Linked DNA regions of Zea mays: all the other regions are linked to region 3. A link is a contact called in public Hi-C data. All regions are on one chromosome and are shown on one strand. Each heading gives the region's core, a stretch centred on a gene start, on an enhancer-like site or on the middle of the called end of the contact. The rest is flanking DNA. Distances are from core to core; before and after follow the strand shown. Region 1 has its middle 10 kb from the start of LOC103635057. Region 2 holds the start of LOC103635056 (bidirectional sugar transporter SWEET17). Region 3 holds the start of LOC100281351 (ligatin).

Evidence for each region. Hi-C and Micro-C count contacts between places; a contact is called where the count stands out from the background.
Region 1: a Hi-C map of leaf shows a contact between it and region 3, with 3 times the contacts expected there. The contact joins the enhancer-like site here to the promoter of LOC100281351 in region 3. A contact is called at or near these places in 2 of 25 Hi-C or Micro-C datasets (endosperm and leaf).
Region 2: a contact with region 3 is called in a Hi-C map of leaf, with 5 times the contacts expected there. The contact joins the promoter of LOC103635056 here to the promoter of LOC100281351 in region 3. A contact is called at or near these places in 5 of 25 Hi-C or Micro-C datasets (bundle sheath, ear, leaf and 1 more) and 1 of 3 datasets of contacts at active chromatin or transcription factors (leaf).

The regions. Positions count from the first base shown.
Region 1 is chr8:34,319,867-34,322,755 of Zm-B73-REFERENCE-NAM-5.0, reverse strand. No RefSeq gene overlaps it. Among protein-coding and RNA genes, the nearest start is that of LOC103635057, 10 kb to the left of the region's middle. Within about 2 kb of position 1,490, at least 18 of the 20 cell types and tissues checked have an H3K27ac peak or open chromatin away from gene starts, as enhancers often do. A contact at or near this core is called in leaf, where this site is marked.
Region 2 is chr8:34,281,534-34,284,539 of Zm-B73-REFERENCE-NAM-5.0, reverse strand. LOC103635056 (bidirectional sugar transporter SWEET17) reads left to right here and starts at 1,322. Exons shown (of 6, transcript NM_001363775.1): 1 at 1,322-1,523; 2 at 1,616-1,652; 3 at 1,755-1,968; 4 at 2,180-2,344. The coding sequence starts at 1,490.
Region 3 is chr8:34,594,144-34,597,289 of Zm-B73-REFERENCE-NAM-5.0, reverse strand. LOC100281351 (ligatin) reads right to left here and starts at 1,449. Exons shown (of 8, transcript NM_001154269.1): 1 at 1,293-1,449. The coding sequence starts at 1,303.

The DNA.
Region 1 (2,889 bases), core at 241-2,740, 270 kb after region 3:
TTTGCTTTCTACTCATGAGGATTATTAAGAGACTTATTTAAAGTGAATAATTCTTTAATAAAACATAAGCCATGCATCATGTTGGAGTTTATTTGTTTGTGCATTTAATAATAATAGCAACACTATTAATAAAAATATAATAATAAGGAAATTTGAATTAAAACCTAAATTGAAATTAGGGTTTGAAAATGGAAATGGGAAAAAGGAAAGAAAAGAAAAGGAAAAGAGTATAAATATAAAGAAAATATATATATCTTTAAATCGATACCTTCATTTGTGCATATAATCTATGTGAAATTCTACAACATAAATTTGAATTCAAATATTGGATTTCGAAATTAGAAAGGAATTCAAACCAAAATAAAAATCAAAATGGAAAAATGTCGGTTGGGCCAAGAAATCGGAATCCAGCCCACCTTCTCATACCACGCCATGCAGCCCATTAGTCCAGCGGCCGGGCGCGCCGACAGGCGGGGCCCAGTGACCAGCCTCACTCGGTATTGTGCGTGCGTCGAACGGGGTCACCAACAAGCGAGGCCCGTTGTTCATTCTTCCACCGTGTGCGTGCGGTGGGTGTTTTCTCAACGACGCTTGGGACGTAGCCTTCTCTCCACGTCGCGCGCTCGTTATCCGACTGACGTGTGGGACCCAGACCCTGCCACCGTTCTTCTTCCCGACCGTGAGATTCGGCGCGGGTTGTTACGTCGCCCGGTTTTGAGCTGGGGGTCAGTAACGTTGGACCCGCCCATAAATTGGGGCTACGATGACCTCCTCACCCTTTCGTGCGCCACCATCGCACCAACGCCCGGGTTAGCCACCGAAATCGTGGGAGGGGCAGTGGGTCGCTAGCATGGCGGACCACCGACGGTGGAAATCGGAACCACGACGAGTCTGGGATTGGGACTCGACTTTGGGTGATCCTCGCACCTCGTGGAAGGCGTGCGCCCCATTGATTCGAGCGAAGTTCACCGGAGCCTGTGTAATTTCTCACTGTCGAGCCTAATCCGCCGCAGTTCCGCTCTTCTGCGTGGACTGCCCGCCCACTCGCATCATCCTCGATAAGGTTCCCTTATCTGTATTCACTTTCATTTCCGCATCGCATAGAGCTACTTGGATTAGAGGATGGGACGCTAGGATCGTGGACTTTCCTCGCCGGGGTGGTCCTCCGCCGTGGGTGTTGTACGACGCCGCCCTCGGGGAGATGGGTGGAGGGCGAGTTGGGAGATGAATCCTGGGCCATGGATTCTGTGTGTAACGGCCAAGATTAGATCCGATCTGTACCGGTTCAAAGATAGTTCTCAACCATTGATCTCGATGCGGAGGGCTAGGATCAGGACGGGTCTTCATTGAATATAGGCCGTTGAGATCAAAACGGATGGCACAATCGGTTGTCTGCATAATCTCTCCCACACATTAGATCAAAGTCGTTGATCCTGCCGTGGGTGGATGTGATGGCGTAGGAGTATTCTAGTTTGGCGGTCTAATCAAGCGCGTTCGTCTCTGATCGGACGGCTAAGAGTCCGCCATACCCCTTCGGTCGATCGGTTTACATAAGAGACCCTAACCTTTGTTGAAAACAACCCGCGGTCCTGGCCAACACAGAAAGCATTACGATTAGGTCCTGGATTTTGCAAATCGAACCCCGAGCTTCTCAGGATTAGTGCGCACAATCCATTTAGTGGATGACTCAGATAAAAGAATATAGAAATAGATTTTGGGTATAAAAATAATTGCAGAAACTCATTTAATTCATAGAAAATCCATTTTAATTCCTTTTTGATCCATTCCAGTTGCATTAATTTTGTATTAATATTGTTTATCACCTGGTAACTCTGTTTAGGCATGAAACATAGATTAAAATCGTCTACTTAATTTTATCCCATACTAAGCACTTAATAACTTCGGAAAATCGTAACTCGATAACCGTAACTCCGAATTGAGTGATTCTTGTTCCTACGATCTCGTTATGATGCGTAGAATATTATCATGCATTCTGTTCTGCTGTTTGGTGTGATGTTAATTTCTCCTATACCATGTTTGTTTGTATTGTTGCGAGTAGACGAGCAAGCCACTGAGGACCTAGGTGTTCAGCAGGTGGAGACTGCTGAGCAGGAGCTCGTTGAAGGCAAGTTGTGCCCTTGATCACTTATATTTACCCAATAATGTTCATGTTAATCATTATGATCTGCATAGGTTAATTTTCATGGGACCCAATAGGTTACCCTAGTTTGACTATCTTTATACCTTGTTTACCACTAAACTTTTGGGTAGTACATGCTATTGCTTTATATGGTTTTGGGTATTGAGATACACATTATTCATGATCATGCTTTTATTATCAATTTGTTATTTACTGTTCATGATAAGATCATATTGTTAATTGGAACATGGAGAACCACCCGGAAAAACAGTGCTACCACAAGGGTGGTATGGGACGCCCTTGGCCGACTAATTAGGAAAGCTAGTGGATGACTACCTTACCCGAAAGGGGCAAGGACAGTAGGGGAGTAGTCAGTGTAGGGAGGTTCTCGGATTGATTTTGCTGCAATGGCGATCAGACAAGGGATCCCTACATTGGGGCTTCCTAGAACTGTAGCGGGTTTTCTAAAGCTAGTGGAACTTTGTAAAGGCCTCGTAGTGCTACCCTGCCTCATCTCCCCGGTAGAGATGAATGGGATGTCGCGATCCCTTGGCAAATGGGTAACATGACTTGTGTGGGTAAAGATGCGCAACCTCTGCAGAGTGTAAAACTGGTATAGCAGCCGTGCTCACGGTCATGAGCGGCTCGAACCCTCACATGAGTAATTTATGGAATTAAATTCAATTTGTCATTTGCATCGCATTGTGGTTTATTATTAATTTGATCTATTATTACTATGGTTTGGTATT
Region 2 (3,006 bases), core at 73-2,572, 310 kb after region 3:
TGAGGCGATTCAGCCTTGTTTTTTGTTCCCGGCACTGCCTCGCTCTCTATCTTGAGCTTCTGTCTCTGATTTTTGGCAAATAGTTGGGTTGGTCTGCTTCTAGGTTTTTGGTGTGTTGAAATGACAATGGTTTGAATTGCACAGTGATATGGTCATTTGTGAGTCCCTAGAGGTTTTTGGTTAAATTTGGAATCAAGTCACGGTGTTATTCTCGTAGGTCGAGAATTTGTAGTGGCTTACATTCACTCCTTTGTGGTCGCATCACCGGTTCTATATCATGATAATATCATAGTTGTAGCTAGTTCCAAGAATACTTTGATACAATATTGTAAACCATTGTATTTAGGCAAAATCTAATCATGGCATATAGAAATTAAACTTTGGATTGAAGAAATATCATGGTGTCTAAAATACCATGGTTTTAAAAATGTAATTTTCATAAATGCAGCCAAACACCTTATGGTAGAAAATACTACAATATTCCTATAATTAAACCATGACATTATCAACAAAAAAACTATAAAAATACTTTACTTACAAACATGACATATCTGTGTGCAGTCACGGATACAGTACAGGGCTCTTTTATTTCCGAAAAGGAGATATATCCTTTAATTTACGCATCAGCTTCTCTTTATATGTGTTTATCTGTAAAGGCCAGTGGCCTGCTGGTAGTGTATATCTGTATACGTATATACATTCATTCTTTACAAATAAAATATTCTCATGTGTTACACGAGGCGGGGCCCCTGACCCTGAGTCGTTCGCATGTTCTGATGTTCATGTCACTGCTAGCTGGGCATCATGCTGCCTCATGGGTGAACGCGTACCAGTAACAAGGGCGGGCTATAGCTCGGCCTAGCTGGCTATAATTGCAGCGCGCCTACACGGCCGGCCTGTCTACCTCAGACTGACCGCAGCGGTCGACCCTACCCCTCCCCCTCACCTTGCATGTCGGCTGTAGGGGGCACCCTATGGCCGCAGCGGTGCCCCCTACAGTGCCCCCTACGTGTCGGTCCCCTTCTCTCTCCCCCCAGATCTAGCGTGTCACTGTTCATCACCCTAAACACTGTGCTGTGGGTCCACGAGTAATTGTTAGTAGATAAAAAATTGATAGTTGGTATAGAAAATGATATTTTATAGTGGTAGTGGGGTATAGGGGGAGTATTTAGGGGGAACCGCTGCGGGAGATGAAAAAAATAGGAGGGGAAATAGGGGAAAAAAGTGATATAGGGAGAAAAATTTAGGGGTAACGGTTGCGGATAGCCTCAGGCTGCTTGAAGTAGTATGCATCAGCGGCCCTGGTCCTCTCTCCCGCTCCCGCTCAAGGGCAGCAGAGAAAGCAGCTGAGCTGACTGTGGATCTCATCCGTATCGTATATACGTCGTCCTGTTTGGATCCACCGCGTTTTGCTAATTCCCTTCGAACCGGCCGGTGGCCTTCGTTCTCCCACCAGGCCTGTCTGTCTGCTGTATCCGCCAGAGCTTCCATGGATTCCACCCTCTTCATCATCGGCGTCATAGGTAAGCTTGTGTATCATTCTGAACTGCTTTGTTATTATTATTAGTCTTCATTCGTCCAGCTTTCCTTATCTTCTTCTTCTACATTGAAATAGGCAACATCATCTCAGTTCTCGTCTTCATATCGCCTATGTAAGTGTCTTTCTCCATATATATGGTTTCCCTGTCGTCGCTGTTGCTAGCTAGCTTTCTTTCTGAACACCACCACGGGCACCAATCCATGCATGGATACAGCAAGACGTTCTGGAGGATCGTGCGGGGCGGGACGACGGAGGAGTTCGAGCCGGCGCCGTACGTGTTGACGCTGCTCAACGCGCTGCTGTGGCTCTACTACGGCCTCACCAAGCCTGACGGCTTCCTCGTCGCCACCGTCAATGGCTTTGGGGCTGTCATGGAGGCCATCTACGTCGTCCTCTTCATCGTCTACGCCGCCAACCATGCCACAAGGGTGAGGGGTCGGAGCAGCTGGGGCCAGTATATATAGTTCACTCACACAATCCGTTGCTTAATTCTGCATAATTCTTTCTTCAAGCACTTGAGTCTTAGGAATTACGGAGTATATAGTTAAAGAAAAGCACAACCACCATTCGTTTATTAAAGAAAAGCATGTGTTGCCTTATATTATAGTTTGTTCCTTTATCGCAATTATGATTATGCAGGTTAAGACCGCGAAGCTGGCAGCAGCGTTGGACATCGGTGGCTTCGGAGTCGTGTTTGCGGCCACCACATTCGCCATCAGTGAATTTGAATTGAGAATTATGGTGATAGGAATGATATGTGCCTGCCTCAATGTGCTCATGTACGGGTCACCCCTTGCTTCTATGGTAAGTTTTTTTTCCTCACATGCATATTTATACACTATTCCTCTTTTCTTTCCTTTTTTGGTTATTTTAGAAACTTAAATCCCCTCTGGTATTAATTCCCGAGAATTTCACTTAATTCCCAAGAATCCCAAAAAAAATTAAGTTTCTAAACTAGCCCTTAGTGAGACTTAATTTATTTGTTCGCCGTAAGTCGATTTTGAGATGCACATTTCTCCTTAATTTTCCTTTTATAGCTGACCGTGCACGGCCTTGAAACATCACGATCTTTTCAGTTAAATTTAATTAGCACGGGCTAAATTTTTACATTGCAAAAGAAAATAAACTAATTTCACACACACATATATAGTATATAGCTAGCAAACTGCTAATGGGCCAGCAAAACTTATGGATGATAACATTGAGCAATGAAATTATTGTCATGTAACGGTAACTATATTATAATAGTGAGTTTCGATCCATGATCTAATATATACCATATAATAATATTGATGCCACTTGGCCCCACAGACAAAGTAGAGTATAGTTCAAGTTTGGAGATATATAAATGATAATAATAATAATAAAGCTGCTCAAGATATTTTCATTCTGGCGATCCATGTCTGTCCACGATGGATCGACGATAAAATACTCGGTGTTTATTATAATGGACAGGGCGCTTTGTG
Region 3 (3,146 bases), core at 200-2,699:
ACTAATAATAATGTCATATCTGCTGATTGTTCTTGATGGAAACTTCCACCATTCAAGAAACCATCAATGTCATATGCTTACAACAATCTAGAATGAATTCTAGTATAGAGCACAGAAGACACAAGTCAGTTACTTCACTTACTTAGTATAATCATACATTATTAATGGTTCTGGTAAAATATAAACAATCCAGAAAAGAAGTGACATTACAACAGCAATTTAGCACTCTTGTTGATCAAACTCAAACACTAATGAGGCCACACTTCTAATTTGAGTCCTTAATTAAACTACAGTGTAAATTGGTTCTTGTGAAATTTACCTGCAGTCTTGTCACCAGTGATGTTATAAAACATGACATACTACAAGCATCTTAATTCTTAATAGAGATGTAGGGAAATTATACCTGCACTAATCCTAAAAGATGTTAAAAAATCTTGGAAAAAAATTTGGCTGGCCAAATTATGATACCGCCAATATGGAAACAAACCAGGCAAGCCTTGACATTAAAGCTAATAACTTTTAGAAAATTCAAAATGCACATATAAAATATCACAGTCAAGATTTTCACAAAGTATATAGTTCAGTGAAGCTATTGCACTAATAAATACACTAAAAATCATTTTGAGAAGTAAACAACTTCTTAGTGAAAGGGTTTAACAAAGAAAAACGATTGTAGTGTCAAGTTTTGCTGCATTTATTATTTTGATGAAACAAGTCAGTTTGGGTCTTAGGAGATGCCTTGCTACCAAAGCATGAACGTTTTAGCTGGCTCGAATGAGGGTACCAAGGTAAAACACTAAAACAAGCCATGCACTTTGAGGGAAAACATGAAACATTCGCACACGGCACACCTCAACATCCAGAAACACCAACTGCACAACGGCAGCATCTAACCACAACCGCACCCTAGTGCCATAAGTTCATAACGCCCTTGCCAGCCAGTTGATGCAACATCCAGCAGCTTCAGCACATCGCAACTCATGTATCAAGAGCTCAATGCCCAATACCATTATCACATCTTCTCCCATAAAGCCCCGTACTTTGTTTGAGAGAAACTAAGAGGCCAAAAGCTGATCGTTTTCCAGATCCCGAACCCAGCTAAAATAAAAGATAAAAACACGGTCCCGAATTACGCATGGTGGTTCCAGAGTAATTAGCTGTGCCAAATCGTAACCGAGAGAACCAGATCGGTGAACGCAGCGGACGGCAACGACAGATCGAATTACTGAGCCCGGAAATCGGAAAGGAGTTACAGGTAAAAGAGATACGGAAGGGGAGAAGAGAGGACTCACTTCTTAAACATGGCGCACGCCAAACGAACTTTTACCTCCCCTTGCTCGACGTCGTACTGAAGCGGACGGGCGGCGGCGGCGGCGGCGGCGGGCGATAGGAAGAGGGGATGAGAGGCCGATTGCGCGCGGTGCTGAAACGGAAGGAAGACGCAGCTCCGGGTCTTCTTCCTCTGCGTCCCGGCTGGGCTTTATTGGACCCAATTGTGCTGTGAGCAGCCCAAATATCACACTGGATCAGGATCTGTCAACGGAGCCAATCCCGGCTTGTCTGGATACCATGTACGGGATGTTATTCTGGACTCACTATGGTTTATACTATGGGTTCCATATGGTTTTGTTGTTTATATCTATGGAAGTACCTTATTCATGCATTTACTTTCCTTGTTAGTTGGGTTAACTACTCTAAATTCTTGATAAAGGCTTAGTAAGCTAGTCTCTCATGGTTACAGGATGTGACCTCTTTTAAGGTTACCAAACAAGTTTTGAAGAAGTTCTTTTATGTTGGGTTCCTAAGGAGAACTCAAAATGAGTTTGACCTCAAGGTAAAGAAAATCAGGAGCGACAATGGATCTGAATTCAAGAATCTTCAAGTAGAGAAGTTTCTTGAGAAAGAAGGCATCAAGCATGAGTTCTCTACTCCCTACACACCAAAGTAAAATGGTGTAGCAGAGTGGAAGAACAGGACACTCATCGATATGGCTAGAACAATGCTTAGAGAGTACAAGACATCTGAGCGGTTTTGGTCAAAAGCCGTAAATACAGCTTGCCATGCCATAAACTGGCTCTATCTTCATCGCCTCCTCAAGAAGACGTCTTACGGGCTTCTAACCAGTAACAAACCCAATGTTTCATACTTTCGTGTATTTGGGAGCAAATGCTACATTTTGGTTAAGAAAGGTAGGCATTTAAAATTTGCTCCAAAGCTGTAGAAGGGTTTTTACTAGGTTATGATTCAAATACAAAGGCATTTAGGGTCTTCAACAAATCGTCGGGTTTAGTTGAAATCTCTAGTGACGTTGTATTTGATGAGACTAATGGCTCTCCAAGAGAGCAAGTTGATCTTGATGATGTAGATGAGGATGAAATTCCAACGGTCCCGTTGAGAACTATGGCAATAGGTGATGTGCGATCAAGATCAACCATCCTCCTCCACATTGGTGCAACCCCAACTCAAGATGAGGAACAGGTATCTCAAGATGCAGGCATGAATCAAGGGAGAGCACATGAAGAAAAGGATAAAGAGGAAGAAGTACAACAGGCACCTCCAACTCAAGTTTGGGTCACCATTCAAAGGAATCATCTAGTGGATCAGATTCTGGGTGACATCAGTAAGGGAGTAACCACTCGTTCACATTTAGCTAATTTCTATGAACATTACTCTTTTGTTTCTTCTATTAAGTCTTTCAGGGTAGAAGAAGCCTTGCAGGATTCAGACTGGGTGTTGGCCATGTAGGAAGAGCTCAATAACTTCAAGAGAAATGAAGTATGGAGTCTGGTGCCACGTCTAAAGCAAAATGTTGTGGGAACCAAGTGGGTGTTCCGCAACAAGCAAGATGAGCACGGGGTGGTGACAAGGAACAAGGCTCGACTTGTGGTAAAAGGTTATGCCCAAGTCGCAGGTTTGGATTTTGAGGAGACTTTTACTCTTGTAGCTAGGCTCGAGTCAATACGCATATTATTGGCCTATGTTGCTCACCACTCGTTTAAGTTGTTTCAAATGGACGTGAAGAGCGCCTTCCACAATGGACCAATCAAGGAGGAAGTGTACGTGGAACAACCCCCTGGCTTTGAGGATGATAGGTATCCCGATCATGTGTATAAGCTCTCTAAGGCACTCTATGGACTTAAGCAAGC